2 separate regions of the Macaca mulatta genome follow, and region 2 is linked to region 1. The links are chromatin contacts, called in public Hi-C maps. All regions are on one chromosome and are shown on one strand. Each heading gives the region's core, a stretch centred on a gene start, on an enhancer-like site or on the middle of the called end of the contact. The rest is flanking DNA. Distances are from core to core; before and after follow the strand shown. Region 1 has its middle 100 kb from the start of ICE1. Region 2 holds the start of MED10 (mediator complex subunit 10).

Region 1 (4,023 bases), core at 769-3,268:
CTCATGTCTGTAATCCCAGCACTTTGGGAGGCCGAGGTGGGTGGATCACCTGAGGTCAGGAGTTCAAGACCAGTCTGGCCAACATGGAGAAACCCCGTCTTTATTAAAAACACAAAATTAGCCGGATGTGGTGGCACATGCCTGTAATCCCAGCTACTCGGGAGGCTGAGGCAGGAGAATCGCTTGAACCCAGGAGGAGGAGGTTGTGGTGAGCCAGGATTGTGCCATTGCACTCCAGCCTGGGCAACAAGAGAGAAACTCCATCTCAAAAAAAAAAAAAAAAAAAAAAAAAAAAAAAAAATTTCTACCTCTTTCTGTCAGAGAGGGCCTATAGAGTTAATTTTTTTTTTAACTAGGAAATCTCTCTCAGGATACATCCACCAACACATTTTGTTCTTACAAAATTTCCATTTCTCATGAAAGCATGCCAGGTTACTTAATTATAAGTTTTCAAGTAGTGGTTGGGGCAGAATAAAGGGTTTCAAGATGTACAACCTAACCACAAATGTAATAATGTGTTTTGAGGGGAAAAAAAAGAACTTTAATTTAAAAAACAAAATGACAGATTAGAAAAATGTAATCAAGCAAGTCAATCTTACAGAGACTTATTTATAACCCATTTCCTCTGGAGATTCAGCTAGCAGCATGAGTAGGAGATGAAACCTTGTTCAGAAGCCACCTGTGCATGCTCCCTCTGACCCCAGGCTGTGTCTGCGCTCTGGACTCCATCAATGAGCCTGAGAGGGAAGGTTGGGTCTCAGGGCAGGGAGAAAGGGCAAGAAGGGGAAGCCTTTTGTAAAAACCAAACAGTGAGGTTGAGGGACTGGCCTCTGTGTGAGTGAACAGAGATGTGCTCGTAGAGGGAGCCCTCTGCATAGAGTATTTCAGCTCAATCACATTGGACATCTCTTGGGTTGCCTAAAACATGCTCTCTAAAGCAAATTTACCTCCTGTGCAAAATTTAATCTCTTGGCACTGTGTTGAGAAAGCTGAGGCTGAATCAAGGTCCAGGAGAAGGTCACTGTGAGGAGTGGGGTCAGCCACAGCCACAAAACAGGGCTTGTGTGTTTGCCACTTCTCTCCTTAGAGGAAGCATGTAATCATAATCATTCCAGAATGTGCTAGGGCATGTCAAAGTACATCGTTACTTTTTCACTTTTTCCCAAAACAACTTCATGATGTAGACAAGACATATAAATCCCATTTTACAGGTGAGAAAGTGGCAGCAGGGAATGTAACAGGATTTGTCCACATCATCCACAGGTCCTCAGTGACCATGTTACAGGAAAGGGTTTCCAATCCAGACCCCAAGAGAGGGTTCTTGGCTCTCACGCAAGAAAGAATTCAGGGACTCCACAGTGCAAAGTCAAAGCAAGTTTATTAGGAAAGTAAAGTGGTGAAAGGACAGCTACTCCATAGAGAGAGTAGGCTGTTCCTGAAAGTAAGAGGAGGACACGTCCACCCTAGGTACAATGCTTGTGTCTATGGGGAGATGTGCTCTGCTACAAGGGTTTTTGATAAAGGATTAATTTTCTTAACTACTATATTTTGCAAGATTCAATACTATTATCTTTAAAGCAAAATTAGGAATGCCTTTGTTGTCCAGATATCCGACAACATTTAGTAAACATTATTAATTTGTCCCCTTAACCTTAAACATATAGAGCCTCGGAATGCCTAACTTTCTGAGAATGCAGCCCAGCAAGTCTCAGTTTCATTTTCCAGCACTCACTCAAAATAGAGTCCAGTTTCATTTTCCAGCCCTCACTCTAAATGGAGTCTCAGTTTCGTTTTCCAGCCCTCATTCAAAATGGAGTCTCAGTTTCATTTTCCTACTCATCACTCAAAATGGAGTCTCAGTTTCATTTTCCTACTCGTCACTCAAAATGGAGTCTCAGTTTCATTTTCCTAGCCCTCACTCAAAACGAAGTCACTCTTGTTCTAACACCAATGACAACCGCTGCTGCGATTCTTACTCAACTTTCCAACTGTTGGAAGAAGGACAAGTCAGTGCCCAGTAATCAGAGAATCATGTTAAACAAATGAACTAAACAAAAATATTTATAGCATTGCTCTCAAAAAACACAATGAAGGCTCCCAACAGAAATGATCCTGTCCACTCATGATAAAAACTTAAACATGTCATTCAGAATATTTCATAAAACATAAGTAAAAGATAAAGTTATGAATGATTATGAATATAGATTAATATTAGAAGTGGACTTAACATAAGTAATGTTGCAAGCATATGAGGAAATAAAAGATGCCTTCATGATTGAAAACTTTAGCTGCTAATCATTGTGCCTGTCTAAAAAGAAGGCAGGAAAAAGGGAGCTTAATTCAGTTAAACAAACATTTACTCGAGCCCTATCCTAAGTGTGCAGAATATCATTGAAGCATATTTGAGCTAGCATATAATGAGTTAGATAAGTGGACAAAAACAATAATCCAAGACAGGATATGATACATGCTATTGGGAAAACTCAATATTGAAATTGCCTTTCCAAAATTATAATTGGCAAGAAGGTTGTGACAATGGGGGAGATCTGATCTAGCTCAACCCAGCTCCTAGCTTTAGTCTCCTCACCCACCCAGCTGCCTTTGATTATTCCTGGGTTCGCTTTGGGAGACTTTTAGTTCATAGTTTAAATGGTAATAGCCCTCCCCACCAAACTCAACCGTCTTTGCAGAGCTAATGAGAGGCTGCCAGGCTAGAAGGAGCAGAGGAAACTGAACCCTGCTAGGGTGCAGATAGAAATGATTGTCAGCCACATACAACTGACCTAACTGCTCCTGCAAGTAGTATCAGTATCCTAGAACCTAAGATGGCCTTTTGAGATATCTTTTCAGGTTTTTTGCATGTCTGACACCCATAGCTCCACCTGGACCCACCAACCCCACTCCTGTGGCCCCACCCAGAAGCAATTCAGCCTGCAGGAGGACAGCTTCCATTCTCTATGATTTCATCTCTGTCCCAACCAATCAGCAGCAAGCACCTGTTACTTGGCCACTCCAACCTATTGTCCCAAACTGCCTTTGAAAATCCCCTAAGCTAGGAGCTTTGAGAGACTGATTGAGTAATAATAAAACTTCCATCTCCCAAACAGCTGGCTCTGTATGAATTACTCTTTCTCTATTGGTTTTCTGTCCTTGCATCTGCTTAGGATTATGGCCCCCTCTCTTGATAAATCAGCTCTGTCTAGGCAGCGGGCAAGGTGAACCCACTGGGCAGTTAACAATATCATGGGAGAACATGGAATCAAGAGATTTGGAAATAAACATTCTGGATGATTACTGAATGAGCATGGATTTCATTTCTAAAATACTTATAATTTGCTCTCAAATTCAAAAAGGCAAAAAAGGGAGAAATAATTCTTTCAAAATTTCATGTATTGACTGATCCTTTATATTATTTTTTTTCCTGGAATCCTCAGATAGATACCAACAATGTCTATAATATATGCAGGTCCATTTCCTGGACCCTTTCTGGGATTGTATATAATGAGCAGTCAATGGTAAAAACAATTCGTCTCAAGAATTGTGGCATGGATTTTAATTTCTGGTTATAAATCTTCAAAGACTAAGAAAAGAGAAAATGACTTCTATGAGTGAATCATAGAAACCAAGAATCTGATGCAAATTCATCCAACTTTAAGTGGAAATATTTTCAGACTATCCAAGATGGACTGTTTTACTCAATAGCTGTCCTGGAATCAAGGTCTTGTTTTTCCCAAAATTAAAATGTTTCTTTTCATTGTTTATTTATTTTCTATGTTGTAACCTTTACTTAGGTTCAGGGGTACATGTACTGGTTTGTTATACAGGTAAATTGTGTATCACGAGGGTTTGGTGTAGAGATTATTTCATCACCCAGGTACTCAGCCTAGTACCCAAAGGTAGTTTTTCAATCCTCTTCCTCCTCTCACCCTGCACCCTCCAGGAGGGCCCAGTGTCTGTTGTTCACTTCTTTGTGTCCATGTGGACTCAGTGTTTAGCTCCTATTTATAAGTGAGAACATGTGGT
Region 2 (4,023 bases), core at 954-3,453, 830 kb before region 1:
TATAACTATTTGTCTTTCACCTATCAGTGACCTGGAAGCCCCCTCCCTGCTTTGACTTTTCCCACCTTTCTGGACAGAACCAATGTATACCTTACATATATTGATTTATGTCTCATGTTTCCCTAAAATGTATAAAACCAAGCTGTGCCCTGACCACCTTGGGCCCATGTCATCCAGACCTCCTGAGGCTGTGTCACGAGTATGCGTCCTCAACTTTGGCAAAGTAAACTTTCTAAATTAACTGAGATATTTGGGGTTCACAGTATATACTCAGAAGTAGGACCGCTGGATCATATGGTAATTCTGTTTTTAGAGTTTTGGGAAACTTCCATACTATTTTCCATAAGGGCTGCACTAATTTACATTCCCATCAACAGTGTACAAGGGTTCCCTTTCCTCCACATTTTCACCAACACCCATTATCTTTGGCCTTTTTGATTATAGCCCTTCTAACAGTGTAAGGTGACATCTCATTATGCTTTTAACTTGTACTTCCCTGATGATATGTGATGCTGAGCATTTTCGCTGGTCATTTTTATGTCTTCTTTTGAGAAGTATCTGTTCAGGTCCTTTGCCCATTTTTAAATTCCTTTTTTTTTTTTTTTTTTGCTATTGAGTTGTGTGCCTTTAATTTTTGCACTTTATTTTGTGCATTTTATTTTCCATGCTTGTTCTTTGTTTCTTTATTCCCTCCTTTTCTTGCCTTCTATTGAGTTGATTGTGTTTTCTTTATTCCCTTCCCCCTCTCTACTAGTTTGGGAATTATATATACTAGCAAAGAGATACCCTTAAGTTTTTAAAATAAATACTTACCAAAGTCTAAGTTCCATCAATTATCTATCTCTTTCTTACTTATGAAATTGAGAAAGGCTATTCACTCCATGTCGTTACCTCTCCCTAATAACTTCAAAATTTTTTTTTGTCCAGTATTTTATTTCCACCTTTTCTTTTTTTTTTTTTTTGAGTCTTGCTCTGTTGCCGAGGCTGGAGTGCAGTGGTATGATCTTGGCTTACTGCAACCTCTGCCTCCTGAGTTCAAGCAATTCTCCTGTCTCAGCCTCCCGAGTAGCTGGGACTACAGGTGCACGCCACCACGTCCGACTAATTTTTGTATTTTTAGTAGAGACAGGGTTTCTCCATATTGGTCAGGCTGGTCTCGAACTTCTCACCTCAGGTGATCCATCTGCCTTGGCCTTCCAAAGTTCCGGGATTACAGGCGTGAGCCACTGTGCCCAGCCTTCACCTCGTTTTATAATTCCCTAAAGTTAATTGTTGTTAAATCAGGAGAGAAGTATTTTACGTAACATTTCTGTGTATCAGCCCAGCCTGTCATACCAACTGGAGTGCCCTGATTCCTTAAGTTTGGCAAGTCACTTACCTTCTCTGGGTTTCCATTTCTGGTCACAGCTGACAGAGGCTCTGGAGATTCATCTAGAAAAGGAGCTCCCTCACTTTGCCTGTTTCTAGGCACTGAAAAGTACAGGCCACAAATACATTCAGTAAAAGAAATCACTTGAGGAACTCAAACAGGCTGGAGGAGATATCAGCTATCACAGGAGATCGGGCAGGAAAGTTTCGTTTCTTAAACATCAGAGTGAAATGATCTAAATTGAATTTCAATGAGATGAACAGCAGTTTACTAAAAGCTTTGTGAAGCAGGGGAGGTTATTTTCAGAGACAGGGCAACCCCATAGGGTGCTGTTTGGTCAGAATTGGCCTGAGGAGGTGTGACCCTGACCTAAGAAGGCAGCAGGTGTCCGGGAAGCATGGTTAGCAGCAAGATCTAGGGGAAGTGGCCGCCGATTACATAGAGGAAAGGAGGCAGGCCGGCGCTGATCCCAAGGGTTCTGGTAGAGGGGCAGGGAGACTACCGTTATTGGTCCTTCATGCAAACTTTAGGATTTTCATCCGTGTGTGTTGCTTGAAGATGCTGCATTGCACGAAGTCTTCAACTTCTCCCATGACCGAGACAGGTCTGATGTGAGTGCAAGCAGTTAGCACTCGCCCCGCTGCGCGCCGAAACCTCCTCCGGAATCCATACAGCATCCCCGAAAGCCCGCCCCGCCCCGCACTTAGGCCCCGCCCCCAACACGCCCGTCCCGCTAACCAGGCTCCGCCCCCAAGAGCTCGCCCGCGCGCCCCCCAGAGGAAACGGAAGTCGTATCTGTCCGGACGGAAGCAGGAAGTGGGAGCTTAGGGCCCGCCTGCGGCGCAGCTGGCTGAGGGTCTGTGGGCGGGGGTCGCGCGGAGGCGATGGCGGAGAAGTTTGACCACCTAGAGGAGCACCTGGAGAAGTTCGTGGAGAACATTAGGCAGCTCGGCATCATCGTCAGTGACTTCCAGCCTAGCAGCCAGGCCGGGCTCAACCAGAAGCTGTGAGTGGCGGCCCGAGGTTGCCGGCGTCTCCCCAGGGCCTGGCCCGGCAGCGTGTGCTCGGGGAGCGGGGATCTAGGGAGCCAGAGCCGAGCCTGACTGCTGCTCCTGCCCCGCCAACCCTCTGGTCTGGTCTCAGAGCCCGGGGCGCCTTTCCTGGCTGTGATCAGAGGGCGGGGCCCGCGCTGCCGCCTGTTGCCAACCGCCCCCTTCCCAGTTTGCGTTAGAGGAACCTCTTTGAGGCCCCTTTGGAGACGTAATCATGGCCAGATGATATGTTTTCCGTTTCCCTATCAAGTGAATCATGCTTTCTTTTTTAGCGTCTCCCCTCTCATGTGTAACCCCCTCCCAGCCTTTTCCTCCTGGAGCTCTTCTGGGAATTCAGTCCCTGTCCCCAGAAGGGAGGCAGGCTCCGCAGTGAGTGCGCGCCCTAAACTAGGCCTCAGAAGGTGAGGCTTGGAAGCCACCTGCTGCATAGGCCTGACAGTGGAGGAACTGGGGGGGGAAGTGGTGCTGAGAAAAGCTGCAGACGTTTATTATTATTATTTCTTGGCACCAGCCTTGTGCTGCTCATGGTGCTAGGCCCTGGGATGGAGAACATGCAAATGCAAGTACAGCACTTTGGAGAAGGGCTTTCTGTGGGGCGCGGACACAGAAAATGTTGCAGCCGAGGTTCCATACCCAGTGCTGTGGGAATAGCCAGGCCATTCTGCCTGTGTAGGAAGTCTCCAGAGAGGAGAGGAAGCTAAACCAGACAGGATGGCTTTGTTTCCCTCAGACTTTTGAGTATAGTCCGCTGCCCCATGTGTTCGCTGAAACCGCACACACAGTCATATGCAGGTAGTTGTTTTGGAGAGAAGGTTCATATTTTTCACCAGGTTCCGTCTCCATCCCCCTTACTGGAAATTTCTAGTTGAGAAGGAAAGTCACAAATATGTAAGGGTATTTTGTAACTGTAACCGTGTCCTAGGAGTCCTGTAGCTAACCAGAGGTGAGAGCCGTGTGTAACCGGCACAGGTGTGAGTAGAACTTGCGTGGAGCCGCAGTTGGCCGGGTAGCTCTGTGGGTGGTGCTTATGCTGCCAAGTGAAATTAACCAGACGCCTGTGTTTTTGCCTTTCCCCCAGGAATTTTATCGTTACTGGCTTACAGGATATTGATAAGTGCAGACAGCAGCTTCATGATATTACTGTACCGTTAGAAGTTTTTGAGTAAGTAACATTCTTGGTATTAGTCTTGGGTATAAATCTTGTTCAATTGTGGTGTGGTATCGTGACTTCTTCATCACTGACATTTGAGTGCCTGCTGTGTGGTAGGCACAGCCTGGGTGCTGGGGATGTGCCAGTGGAAAAAAAATCAACAAAAATACCTGCCCTCATGGAAACGTTCTAATGGGATTACAAAACTAAAAAAAGTATCTCCTTAATATTGTATTGTTGAAAAAAAGTTACATGTAAAAAAAGCTTATTAAATATGTGAAAAACATCATAGGTTCTCAAAGTCCTGCTTCGGCTGAAGAACAGCCACAAAACTTCCTTTTTTCCTTAAGAGGTGAAAATTCTTATGAGGGCTATATTGTACGTTTTTTAAAAATGTCAGCCAGAGGCAACCTGAAAAGCAGTCTGGTCTGATGTTCCCAAACTGCCCGTGG

The links. Hi-C and Micro-C count contacts between places; a contact is called where the count stands out from the background.
Region 2: a contact with region 1 is called in a Hi-C map of CD4 T cells, with 5 times the contacts expected there. The contact joins the promoter of MED10 here to the enhancer-like site in region 1. A contact is called at or near these places in 2 of 14 Hi-C or Micro-C datasets (CD4 T cells and fetal cortex germinal zone).

What each region holds. Positions count from the first base shown.
Region 1 is chr6:6,646,131-6,650,153 of T2T-MMU8v2.0, reverse strand. No RefSeq gene overlaps it. Among named protein-coding and RNA genes, the nearest start is that of ICE1, 100 kb to the right of the region's middle. Within about 2 kb of position 2,018, at least 10 of the 40 cell types and tissues checked have an H3K27ac peak or open chromatin away from gene starts, as enhancers often do. A contact at or near this core is called in CD4 T cells, where this site is marked.
Region 2 is chr6:7,473,885-7,477,907 of T2T-MMU8v2.0, reverse strand. It overlaps MED10 (mediator complex subunit 10), which reads left to right and starts at 2,203. Exons shown (of 4, transcript NM_001260853.1): 1 at 2,203-2,375; 2 at 3,500-3,583. The coding sequence starts at 2,254.